2 separate regions of the Mus musculus genome follow, and region 2 is linked to region 1. A link is a contact called in public Hi-C data. All regions are on one chromosome and are shown on one strand. The core of a region is the stretch at or near the end of the contact, and the rest is flanking DNA. Distances in the headings are between cores, read along the strand shown.

Evidence for each region. A called contact is a pair of places that touch in the nucleus more often than the background predicts.
Region 2: a contact with region 1 is called in a Hi-C map of cortical neurons, with 3 times the contacts expected there. The contact joins two enhancer-like sites. A contact is called at or near these places in 3 of 484 Hi-C or Micro-C datasets (cortical neurons, nephron progenitors and uterus).

The regions. Positions count from the first base shown.
Region 1 is chr1:38,197,503-38,202,894 of GRCm38.p6, reverse strand. All of the region lies in intron 15 of Aff3 (AF4/FMR2 family, member 3), which reads left to right. Among named protein-coding and RNA genes, the nearest start is that of Gm16150, 19 kb to the left of the region's middle. Within about 2 kb of position 2,469, at least 40 of the 459 cell types and tissues checked have an H3K27ac peak or open chromatin away from gene starts, as enhancers often do. A contact at or near this core is called in cortical neurons, where this site is marked.
Region 2 is chr1:38,509,658-38,515,018 of GRCm38.p6, reverse strand. The region is part of intron 4 of Aff3 (AF4/FMR2 family, member 3); the gene reads left to right. Among named protein-coding and RNA genes, the nearest start is that of Aff3, 110 kb to the left of the region's middle. Within about 2 kb of position 2,693, at least 40 of the 459 cell types and tissues checked have an H3K27ac peak or open chromatin away from gene starts, as enhancers often do. A contact at or near this core is called in cortical neurons, where this site is marked.

The sequences.
Region 1 (5,392 bases), core at 1,220-3,719:
CGTGCTCTCAAGATATCCCAGCCCGTTCTCAGAAAGATCAATAATACCAGTGATGACTGCCTCCCTCGTTTGGGGTGCCACACAAGCAGCAACATCTGGGGAACCCCAGGCACCCTGCTGGGATCACAGCCCTGCTCACTGTTTGACAGCCCTCCCTCATCCTCACCCAAGTATAGAATGTGTTGCCTGCTTCTCTGTCAGACCTAAGTCGAGTAGTAATCTTTTACGTATTAATTAGACTTTTATACATTAACCAGGGCACAGAGTTCTAGGGTTGGAAGCCAGATGTGTCATTTAAAAATCACGTGCTAAGGTAACTGAATCTGGGGAGCGAGGGAGGTCTCCCTTCCTCATCTGGTTACTGGAACTGCGTGCCAGCTCCCTGCATGCAGCCTTCCCCTCCCGTCCCCTCAGCTGCTCCAGCACCCACTTTAGTCGCTTTCCCTTTGCTGAGCTCATTGGCCCTTGGGACGGCAGTCAGGTGGTCTCTCTCGGACTTTGTGTGGAAATTGTCCCTGTGAATTTTAGTCATTTTTGAAAACAGACACAATTAGAGTGATAATTAAGGTGATCGTAGCATTTGTGGTTTCGACTCATAGCTGGTAACAGAAGTGTTAGGCACTGGGGTGCCCAAAACACCAAATATTTCTAGTAGATGATATGGGGAGCATAGTAAAGATAAGAAGAAAAAACAAGTATGTATGAGAAAATAAGTTTAATGACTTCCCCAGTGGTCAAAATAGAGGGCTGAGTCAGAAAGAGCAGCCCAATATGTGAAGTTTCTAGAACTTTTTATGAGTGGAAATGTTTCTCGTTATATTCCTTGTCTGTACCAGTGAAGAGGCTGAGCCTGTTGGCAGGCCGTGTAGCTCTGGCTGTTGCCTGTGCTGGGACTGTTTGTTCTCTTAGGGATATGGTAGAATGAAATGGAAAAGCACTCTTCCACACCCCCCTGCATGGAGAGGAGTGTCCACTTACCCCCAAATGATTTGCAATCTCTGTTAGAAAAATAAACACACAACAGAAACAGCCACTGGCCTAAGAAAGCTGTGGGAAGAGTCTAAAAACTCGAAAGGCCAAGAACCAACATTGTCTCTCCCTTTAAGCCATGAAAATAGCTGTCCCTCGAGAGACCAAAGTCACCTAACATGCAAAATGTCTTACACACCCAGCTGCTATATACAAAGCACCTACTATGTGCCAGGTACAGGCAACAGCCAGGATATACTGATGAGTTCATTCTGTTATTCTCCAGAGTCAGAGGAGAGAAGCCCATGGTGGACCAATACAACCACCACTACTGTGACTATGGTCACACCTGCTCCTCTTCCCGCCCCTTCTCTTCCCTCTTAGTTCCTTATCTTAGTTCCCATCAGCTTTTCCTCTTCTTCCCCCTTCATGTGTACTCCCACATCCCCCGTTCTTCCTTCCCTTCTGTCATAATTAGTTCTAACTTGACACATCTGGGAAGAGGAAACCTCAGTTAAGCAACTGTCTCCATAAGAAATGGCCTGAGGCTATGTTTATGGGGCGTTCTCTTGAGTGTCCGTTGGTGTAGGAGCCCAGCCCACTATGGGCAGTACCATCCCTAGGCGAGTGATGCAAATAAACCCTTCCTGCCCTCCCCTTTCCCATTGGATTTTTTCCTCCTCTTTTCCTTCCCTCCTCTCACTTCCTTTTCCTCCTCTCTCACTTCCTTTTCTTCCTCTTTTACCTGACATTTTCTGCCCTGGCAGCTTCCTGGTCAAGAAGGTCCTCAGCCCCTTCCACTTTCTTTGGCTTATCTTCACTGGGGCATCAATGGGGCCTGAGATGAACAGAAAAGCTGCCAGGAGAAGAAAGGGAGGGTGCCAGATCATTAGGGCAGAGCCACTGAGAAGCTGATAGGAAACAACTAGAAAGATCCAAAAAGTAACAGGTGCCACACTCTGGCTTAGTTAGTTTGTTTCATTCCTTGATTTAGTTATTTACTTTGCAACCCAGTCACATCTTCCCCTCTCCCTCTCCTCTGGGTCCTGGCTCTCACCAGACCTCCTCCACCCTTCTCCCCTTCTCCACAGAGGGGGACGACTCCCCTGCACATAGCTTTTTTTAAAAAAGGAAATTCATCCTTTTGTATTATAAATACTGTTAATGGTTGAATAAACATACAATTCAGACAACTGAAGCCACCAGGCTGTCAAGAATGGGTGCTGAATAAATATAGCTGACTTATAAATACCTTTCCCAGGGGAGGGCCTGGATCTTTCCATCTTTCTTTCTTTTCCCATAAACTTGCATGAAAGAGCGCTTAGATTCATGCCTTCCACACCTCACTTCCTATGTTTCTTACCAATTAAGCAGCAGTTAGTGCTCTGAGGATGCAAATGAACTGAAGGGGTTAGCTCTTATTTTAGAACCTGAATCAAGGTCGGCTTGCTCTTGGTAAGCTGCAGGCGCAGACTAGCAGCAGTCTGACAGCCCCTCCTCCCCTGACATTCCACAAAAGCATGAAAAGCAGGGACAATTACTACTCCACAGCCTCAGGAGGAAGGTGGAAAACAGACTTTTCTTTGAAAAGACAGGATCCGAGAATTTATATCAAGGAGCGGCGGTGCTTGGTTCAACCCGCAGCTTAGATGCTGGTCTTATTAGTGCAAAGCAGCGAGCTGTGTATTATTTGGTGTTGTAATTAGTGACAGGGAGCTTTGGCCGGGGAGAATTGAGAGAGATATGGCATGGGAAGCCTCAGTCCAGAAATACTGAATTCATGGAGCTACATGGTGAAAGGCTTGGCTAGGAATGAAGCCCGGCTCCTGCCAGCCGTATTGCTGTGTTAGAAGCCAGTGGGGCTGGAGGCCAGCACTGCCTGCTGCTCTCTGAAGGATGTACTGTCCTCTGCCCGTATTTCCATGGAAGAGGCGGTCACGACCAGAGCACCCAGCCCATCTACCAAATGTCCCATCTGTCCCCATGATGCCAGGAGCAGAAGCAGAGCTAGCTATCCCTCCTGAGCTGAATGAGGGCTCCCTGGAACACGCAGTACTGAAGGCCGTGAGCATGGTAAGTGTGAATGGCAGGAAGGGACTGGGGCTTACCATGTGTAAGGTAATTACATGGCGCACTCTCCTAGCTAAAAGGATTTTAATTTTATAGAGGAAGGGAAGATTCCTGCATATGAGAGGGTGAATCTCCCACAGCATGACTTAATCAAAGGAAACAAGTAGAATGTCTGCATAGGCCCTATTGTCATAGGCAGGGCACTCTGGGGACCTTTCCACAGCACTGCTGTCCTGAGGGAGACCTTGCTGCAGCAAAGCTGGACCCCACCTTTTTGTTCTTAGGGAACTGTTTCCATTGCATATTCAGGTTGGGTCCCTACTTTATTCTGATGGATGGAAAAACAGAAAGGTCGGATGGAAGGAAAAGGATACATCCTTCTCTTACTGAAACCTTCAGGCCCTGCTAAAATCGATTGCTGAAACATCCAACGCAGAGAAGAACAGCAGTGAGATGGATGGTTTTCCATCTCAATAAAAGTTGCTTAAATGATTCAAACCTTGCCTGCCTTAGCCAGCACAGCCTGAGAAAGGTACTCTGAGTGGTGTCAGAAACGCATGCGGCGTAGGGTGCTTCCCCTCTGGAGACACCAAGTTCCAAGCTCCTTAGGATTCCAGTCAGTATCCATCAAAGAACAAAGCTGCGTAGGGATCTTTACTGCTTAAACACTGTCTAGCTGCTTCAACAGGGTGTGTGCAGACAGCAACACCTGGGAGCCCCAGTCTCCTAACATCCCCCACCAACAGTGATGACTGGAAGGGAGCAGGCGGGAGAACACTTGCCTGGCGTGCAGGAAGCTGAGTTTGTCACCCAGCTCTGTAAAGCTAGCACTACAAACAGCTTGTGTGTGAAAAGGAAACATTCAACCTCTTGCACCATCGGCCTTCTTTTGGAACAAGCACCTGAAAGCCAAGGACACAGTTAGGGCATGCCAAATGATACAGGGGGTATCGCAAGAAAGAGAAATCTATTTGATGCCATCGTTGCTCCTCTGTCTGGTGTAGATTTCAGTTTCTCTAAGCAAATCATCCCGATTGCTCCACGCCCAGGAACCTGTTTTGTTCAAACACAGTGAGCTCTCATCCCTGCCATTTTGCACAAAACAGGCTTGCTCTATGGAAGGACGGCCTTTCAAAGAGGTAGGAATTACAGAAAGCAGTGTGCCAGCCTCTCTGTGGGAGGCCATTCATCTCTCTGCTCCCTCAGCCAGGAAGGAGAACAAAAAACCCAAGTCCTCTCTAAAGCTCCTGTGCTCCGATGTGTCAGGTCCTTTGCACGCCGCTGCCGCTCAGGGCCAAGACTATGTGTCTGCAGATCATGCTGATGGAAGAAAAGAAAAGGAAACGTCCTGTTTGGATCAAGCACACCAGTCGCTTTTGTTACACTGACCTATTAGCACAAAGGTGCACACGACTGAGCTCTGGCTCTGCCATTAGCCAGTCCCGATTTCTGTGGAGCGCTGGATGCTCTTCCATTTGCAGTGTTTAATTGCACGTTTATTGGCCTGTTCATGACCGTCATAAAACACTATGAAAAATAACACACAGGGTATTATTATAGAAGTGTAAAGACTCTAGATTTTCCCACTTAAAGACAGGTCGGGTGAAAAATGTATTCTGCACTGAGACCATTAGTTTTATTTCAGAACCTTTGGTATATTAGATTCTGAACCTCTGACAGGTGTAAGGACAATTTCATTTTTCCTACTGACTTGTATACAGCTGCGAAAAGAAACATCTTCAGAGTAACGTGAGTCCACAGCCACGCCGGACAGTCTGAGTGACGTCCCATTGGTCCCAATGGCTTTATAATGGCCTGGTTTAAGAGCATAGCAGCAGAAATCACCTGAGAGGAGAAAATGGGCCAATCTTCAGGCAATTTTCCGTGCTTAGTATAGTGAGCCCTCCATTATATGCAAAGCGGATTCTAACGAGCGTGTTTGTAAATGGTCCATAGATGGCACCGGGTTTCCCTTTAACATGGCAGGCTACTGTTGTAGCTGCCAGGATCCAGTCAGAAAATTAAATGTGTTACTTACCCACAGGCACTGCTGTGTGTCGATGACTCGGACTCCACATCAGGTTTGAAAGATGCATTCATGTGCTACAGATAAAAACAACATTGATTGAAGAACACACATTAGAGCCTATCAGCGCCTGCCATCTCTAAGAGTAACTTAGAAAATCTGTAAAATCTAAGATGCCATAGCTTATGATCAAGACAGTTTTTTTTCATGGGAACAAAATGCATTTAAAATGAAAATCTTTTAGTGGTGAGGTCTACGAAACAGGACACACGCAACAAAATGACCAAACTTAGATACTGGAGTGTAGAGCAGATAATGATGTGGAGA
Region 2 (5,361 bases), core at 1,444-3,943, 310 kb before region 1:
TTTTGGCTATTAAGGGTTTTTTAAGATAAATGCCCAGTCACACATAAATGAAAGTGTTAACATTCTGACTCCAGCTAAACTGGAAAGTTAAAATTAAACGTTCAAGGAGCCCACACAACCCTGAGGCCCCAGCTAGATTGCAGACTAATCCCAATGGGAAGGTCTGTGGATGGATCTCGGCAGCATTAGCTCAAAATAGCAGCCCTGAGTATAGCCCTGTGTTTCTGGAATCCTTGTAGGTGAAAGAGCGATCTGGCAGGGAGCTCTTCTACTGCCTCTCCTTTCTGGGGTGTGCTCTCTTGCTAAGTAAGGTCTCTAGGACTTGCACTTTCATCAGGTGCCCGAGAGATGCATTACAAGCCAAGTAAGGCTCTCCATCCTCCTTCCTTTGAGGGTTAATGGTTTAAACATTAATGACTACACAGGATCAGGCTATCAGAAGGGAACTCAGCCTCTCCAGCAACATTAAAATAGATGAACAAACATAAAGGAGGAGGTCGCTGGACCTCTTTATGCCTTTGACCCCTGGCGGTTGTATTGAGGGTCACCGATTGAGACACACGGCTGTGAAGCTACTTGGAGCAAAGCCCGTGTGATTGTATTGGCAATGGTCACCCTTTTTGTGCACCAGTGACCTAACTCGATTGAAAGCCTCTGTGGACATGGTGTCTTCTTTCACACCATCCTCCCGCCCCTGGCAGAGCATCTTCCTTACTACCCGTTCTTCTGCAAGTGCTCCAGTATCCCAGTGGCTGCTCAGCAGCTCAGTTTCCACTTGGGACAATGCAGTTCTCACCGAGAAATCTACCACTTAAATACCAGCCACCCTCAACACACTACACTTGCATATGGTTGGTGGTGGGAGTGTTTCCAGTCTGAGGTTAATTTTAATTCTAAAACTCTGTGGTGTTTAAGCATAAAGATCACAACCGTGGGCCTTCCCTCTCCAAAGCCTCTCATAACACATGATGAGGCATGTCATACATGCTTAGGTATTGGAGGTCTTAGGAGATCGTAGGCCATCTTGAGCAGGCTTGATCGTGCATTTTCATGTCAGGGTTACCTTACTTACATCTCTGGATGTCTGTTTTGTATGTAAAACAGCATCACAGGTCATTGTTTAGAATGCATTTAGAACTACATTATATTGGAATATACATGTTTTAATCTATTTTCTTGTTGTAAACCATAGTAGTGGTCATTCAGTACTCTATCTATCTATCTATCTATCTATATATCATTGACCACTTTGGAGAGGAAAATCGATTTCAAGTGTTAGATAGGACATAGTCTAAGTAAGATATAATGCTAGTAGTCTAAACTCCAACCTTCCACCAACCAGTACAGTCCTTTAGAAAGAATAGACTGTGGCCCAGTGCCCGCTGCTGCCCAGTGCCCTGAGGCTTCTCGAGCAGGGCAGGAAGAAGCTCTGTGAAGCAGAGGCTGAAGGATACGTCTGAGAGCTGAGGGCTGGCAATCAAATCAGGAAACCTAGCGCACCCCTTAGCTTCTTTTCATTTTTCCAATTTCATTAGAGAACAGTTTGCATATTTAAAAAAAAAAGACAAGTGATCCTAGCGGAAGAACATGAAGAATATTTCTATAGTGAAGGTACCTGTGAATCCATCACCCAGATTAAGCGCTGTGTATGACTGCTTGGAGCCGCCCTCCGGAGACCTTCCTGCTGGGGAACACTCCTGGCCAAGTGACTTCTAAAAGCAAAGTTATTTTTGCCCATTTTTGTTCTACTTTGTATGAATAGTTGTTTGGCTTAGTTGTTGTGAGCGTCATCCTCGTTGTATGAAATCAGAGGTTTTTCTTTCTCACGGCGGCAGGGCTTTCCATCAACCCACCCTTATCCATCAGTTTTTACCGTTTCATTAATTTTATTTCTTTGATTTAACTTCACACCAATTTACCTCTGCAGAGGTCAGGTGTCAGTCCTTTTATTGCGTGTGCCATGCAGCCATTTAACACATGGATAAATGAGGCAGCAATAAATTTAGCAAATTTTATGAGTGAGAGAAACACGTAGCACATTTTCATTATTTGAGAGAGGTCGCGTTTGTGGCTGTCCACCGCGACTCTAAATATGGAAGGGGAGAGTGCATTTGGTAGGATGCCAAGACAAATGTAGTTGCAAGATGATGACAGAAATGCGTTGAATTCAGGTTTGGACTTTGCCTTGCACGCTGCTGTCGATTGGGTGATATTTTTAAGGTTGCATTCTCCAGCACAAAAGGTAAATGTGCTTGGGCTGCCTGGGATAAATTTTCTAGTATGTAAATACCCCACATCTGTGCATTTGTTTTGCTGTGGACATAACCAGCAAGAGTTTAGTGATGAAATCTGTTCTTAATTACGAGAGCAGCTGTTAGAGTGGTAGCCATTTCCCCTTCTCCTGATGGGAAGTTGCTTGATTTACTCGATTCTGCCTGCATTTTTCTAGCTTGCTAGTGCAGAAAGGGGCCTTTTTGTGAGAGGTTGCAATTTGTTTTTCTGTCGGAGAGCCAGTGCAAATGGACTAGATCTACACAGCAGGGTAGTTTTATCTATTCTCCTCACACCCTGCAAGCTGTCCTACCTCTGCGCATCACCAGAGACCTATAAAATCACCCAACAAATGAGGGAGCTGTTAAGTGTTCTGGCAAGACACTCAGGCAGCCAGCAGCTCTGTGGGTTAACTAGATCCTTCTGATGGACGGGGGCTTGCTGGGGTGGGCAGAGTGGGATGGAGTAGACGGAACACAGATGGTATTAATGTACGTTTTGTTTTTAGGTTTGTGGATTGATTAATATGCCTCTTTCTGTTCAGTTGTTTTTACAGCCATAGAAGCATAGCATATTTATGGTCATGTAATTTGCCCAAACAAAGCGAAATATATTCAAATAATCCTGCAGGCTGGTTCAAATGCAACCTTAATGGCTAGCCCAGGCTTCCATGAGAGGAGACTATCTATATTTCCTATAGATATTTCATAGCATATAAAATAAAGATCTTACATGAAACTAGAAATGGAATCTGAGCGATGATGGTCTCCTTTTGTATTAACATTTTCTACTCCAGATTGAATTCAAAAGCCTTGGCGATTCCTTTTTTTTCTTTTTTTTTTTTTTTAATGGAGAAATCAATAGACTGTTCTGTTGAAAGTGATTGTTTCTCATATTTCAACTCTGGAGACACGGTGCATTCGCTCGCTCTCTGCCATCTCTGTTCCTACCCTGGCTGCTTCCCGCAGCTTGCTGTTCTGAAATTAAGAGATGCTGCTGATGCTGGTACATAAAACTAAAGAGCAAGAGACCAAGGCAAAGATGCAAAACAAAGCGGCTCCTTGGGAGGGAAACATTCCATACAGCGTTTCATTTTGCAGAAAGAAGAAGCAGCCCTCTTTCTCCCACTTGAAAGCAGTATCTGCTCGGCCTGTAGAAGTGGGTTTATTTCAAACTGAGTGAAGTAAGAGCTAATGTCATTCAGATTAATTTAGATGCTCTCCCAACACTCTGAAGAGGCAAGTTAGTTAGTGCCCTGGAACAGCACAGCCCTCTGAAATCCAAGTCCCTGGGAGCGTTCTTCCCTTTCTTACTTTAAATCCAGACCACTTATTTATCCAAGTTGGTTATTCTCCTAAAAAGCTGGTGTGTGCAAAGAATTCAAGGAAAAGAAACGTTTTCCCACCTGAGCTTCCTGAATGCTCACACACTATGCCTCTGGCACTTTGAAGTCAGAAGGGAGCAGGGGGCAGGGCCTGGGGCTCTGAAGCTGTCTCGTGAGGTGATGAATAACTCCAGGCCTTTGAAGGTCAAGTCTCTGCTTGGTTAGCAGGGGTGTTGTTGAGTATTTGATGCTGTTCCAGGACATATTTATAATAATAATAGTGATCATAATAACAGACATTAATAATTCCCCTGTGATCGGCAAGTGAATCATATCATCGTACTGGAAGGGAGAAGCAGAGATGATCAAGATATATATATATGGGAATCATCTTTCATATAAATAATTGAAAAGCCACAAACCATCCAGCGGCGAATGAGACAGACAAGACAGATGTATACAGTAGGCTGCAGCCTGCCTTGTCTCTGCCATTGGGGTGGTGATGGTTTAGGGTTGGATGAAGCTGACCCCTTCACAGAGAACCAAATGGCCACGCACTCACACTTGAGATTGAGCGGAACTTAGAGTCCACTGGCTACATTGCTAACTTCTTAGGACTGAAGTTTGATCAGCCACTCACATAAAGATAATCCTTCGAAGGTGAGACTCTCCTGTATGTTAAGCTGTTTGTGGGTTTCCCTTGCATGCTTGTGTATGAGTATCACACATTATACAAAGATTATGCCCTGTACTTCAGGAAATGACGGTCTCCTCTGTTTAACTCAAAAGATTTCCTTTGGCCCATCTTGCTTTTGAGTATTATTTTCAGTGTGGGTTCTTCTTTTGGGTGTTTGTTTTCTTTACGTTGTGTTGTCTGTTTAAAGGCCTCTTCCTCCCAACCCTTTCTCCCCTCTCTCCTTTCCTCACTCCACCCCCTTTATATATATCAGATAAATTCAGTACTAAGTCTAAAATGGGAGGGAGGCTGGAAACTGTGGCCTAGAGAACATTTTCAGTAGTTAGCACATCAGAATGAAATTCAGAAGTTAAAGTTGAATTGTAGTTTTTCTCCTTCTGGTTTGGTTGCCTTAGAACCTCAAACTGAGTTCTGGAAGGTGCTTGCTGGATCTTGTTCCACCTTTGCTAACGCACGTGTGACTTCATTGATTTGATGTAGAGTGGTAGGTGGAGCTCACAGCTTTGAGGCATACATCCATATCCTGGCCTCTGAACTGGGAAAGAAAACCCAGCAAACAGACAAATGAGCAGTGAAAAGTACTGGCATAGTTTGTCTTCTCAATGATTCTGAAGCCTTCAATCCAAAGGGTCTGATAAAGTCAGTGCACAGATTCACAATAGAGAATACACATGATTGTTACTGTCACTGTAGTAACGTCTAATGACACCTGCAAGTTAACTTGGGAAATAATACAGATACACATTGTTATTCATGTCTTTAAAAACTTTGTTCTCAAATTAAAGGCAAATAGCAAACCAGAAAAAGAATTAGAAACCACCATGTAATAGTGTTTAAAACGTAAGATACTGTTCTCTACTAACTTGGGCAGGGTGGGAATGACTCCAGTATTCTAAAAAAGATAAAGGCAAAGGCGTGGGACAGATAATGACCCCAAGAAGGTGTTGGTTATCCAGAACAATGGGACACATGAACCCAGAGCCACACAACTGATGTCTCCTGGTCATGGAGTGTTTCTTCTCATCTTGTAGAAATGGAAAATCCTCAGAGGAAAGAGGAAGAGAGGGGA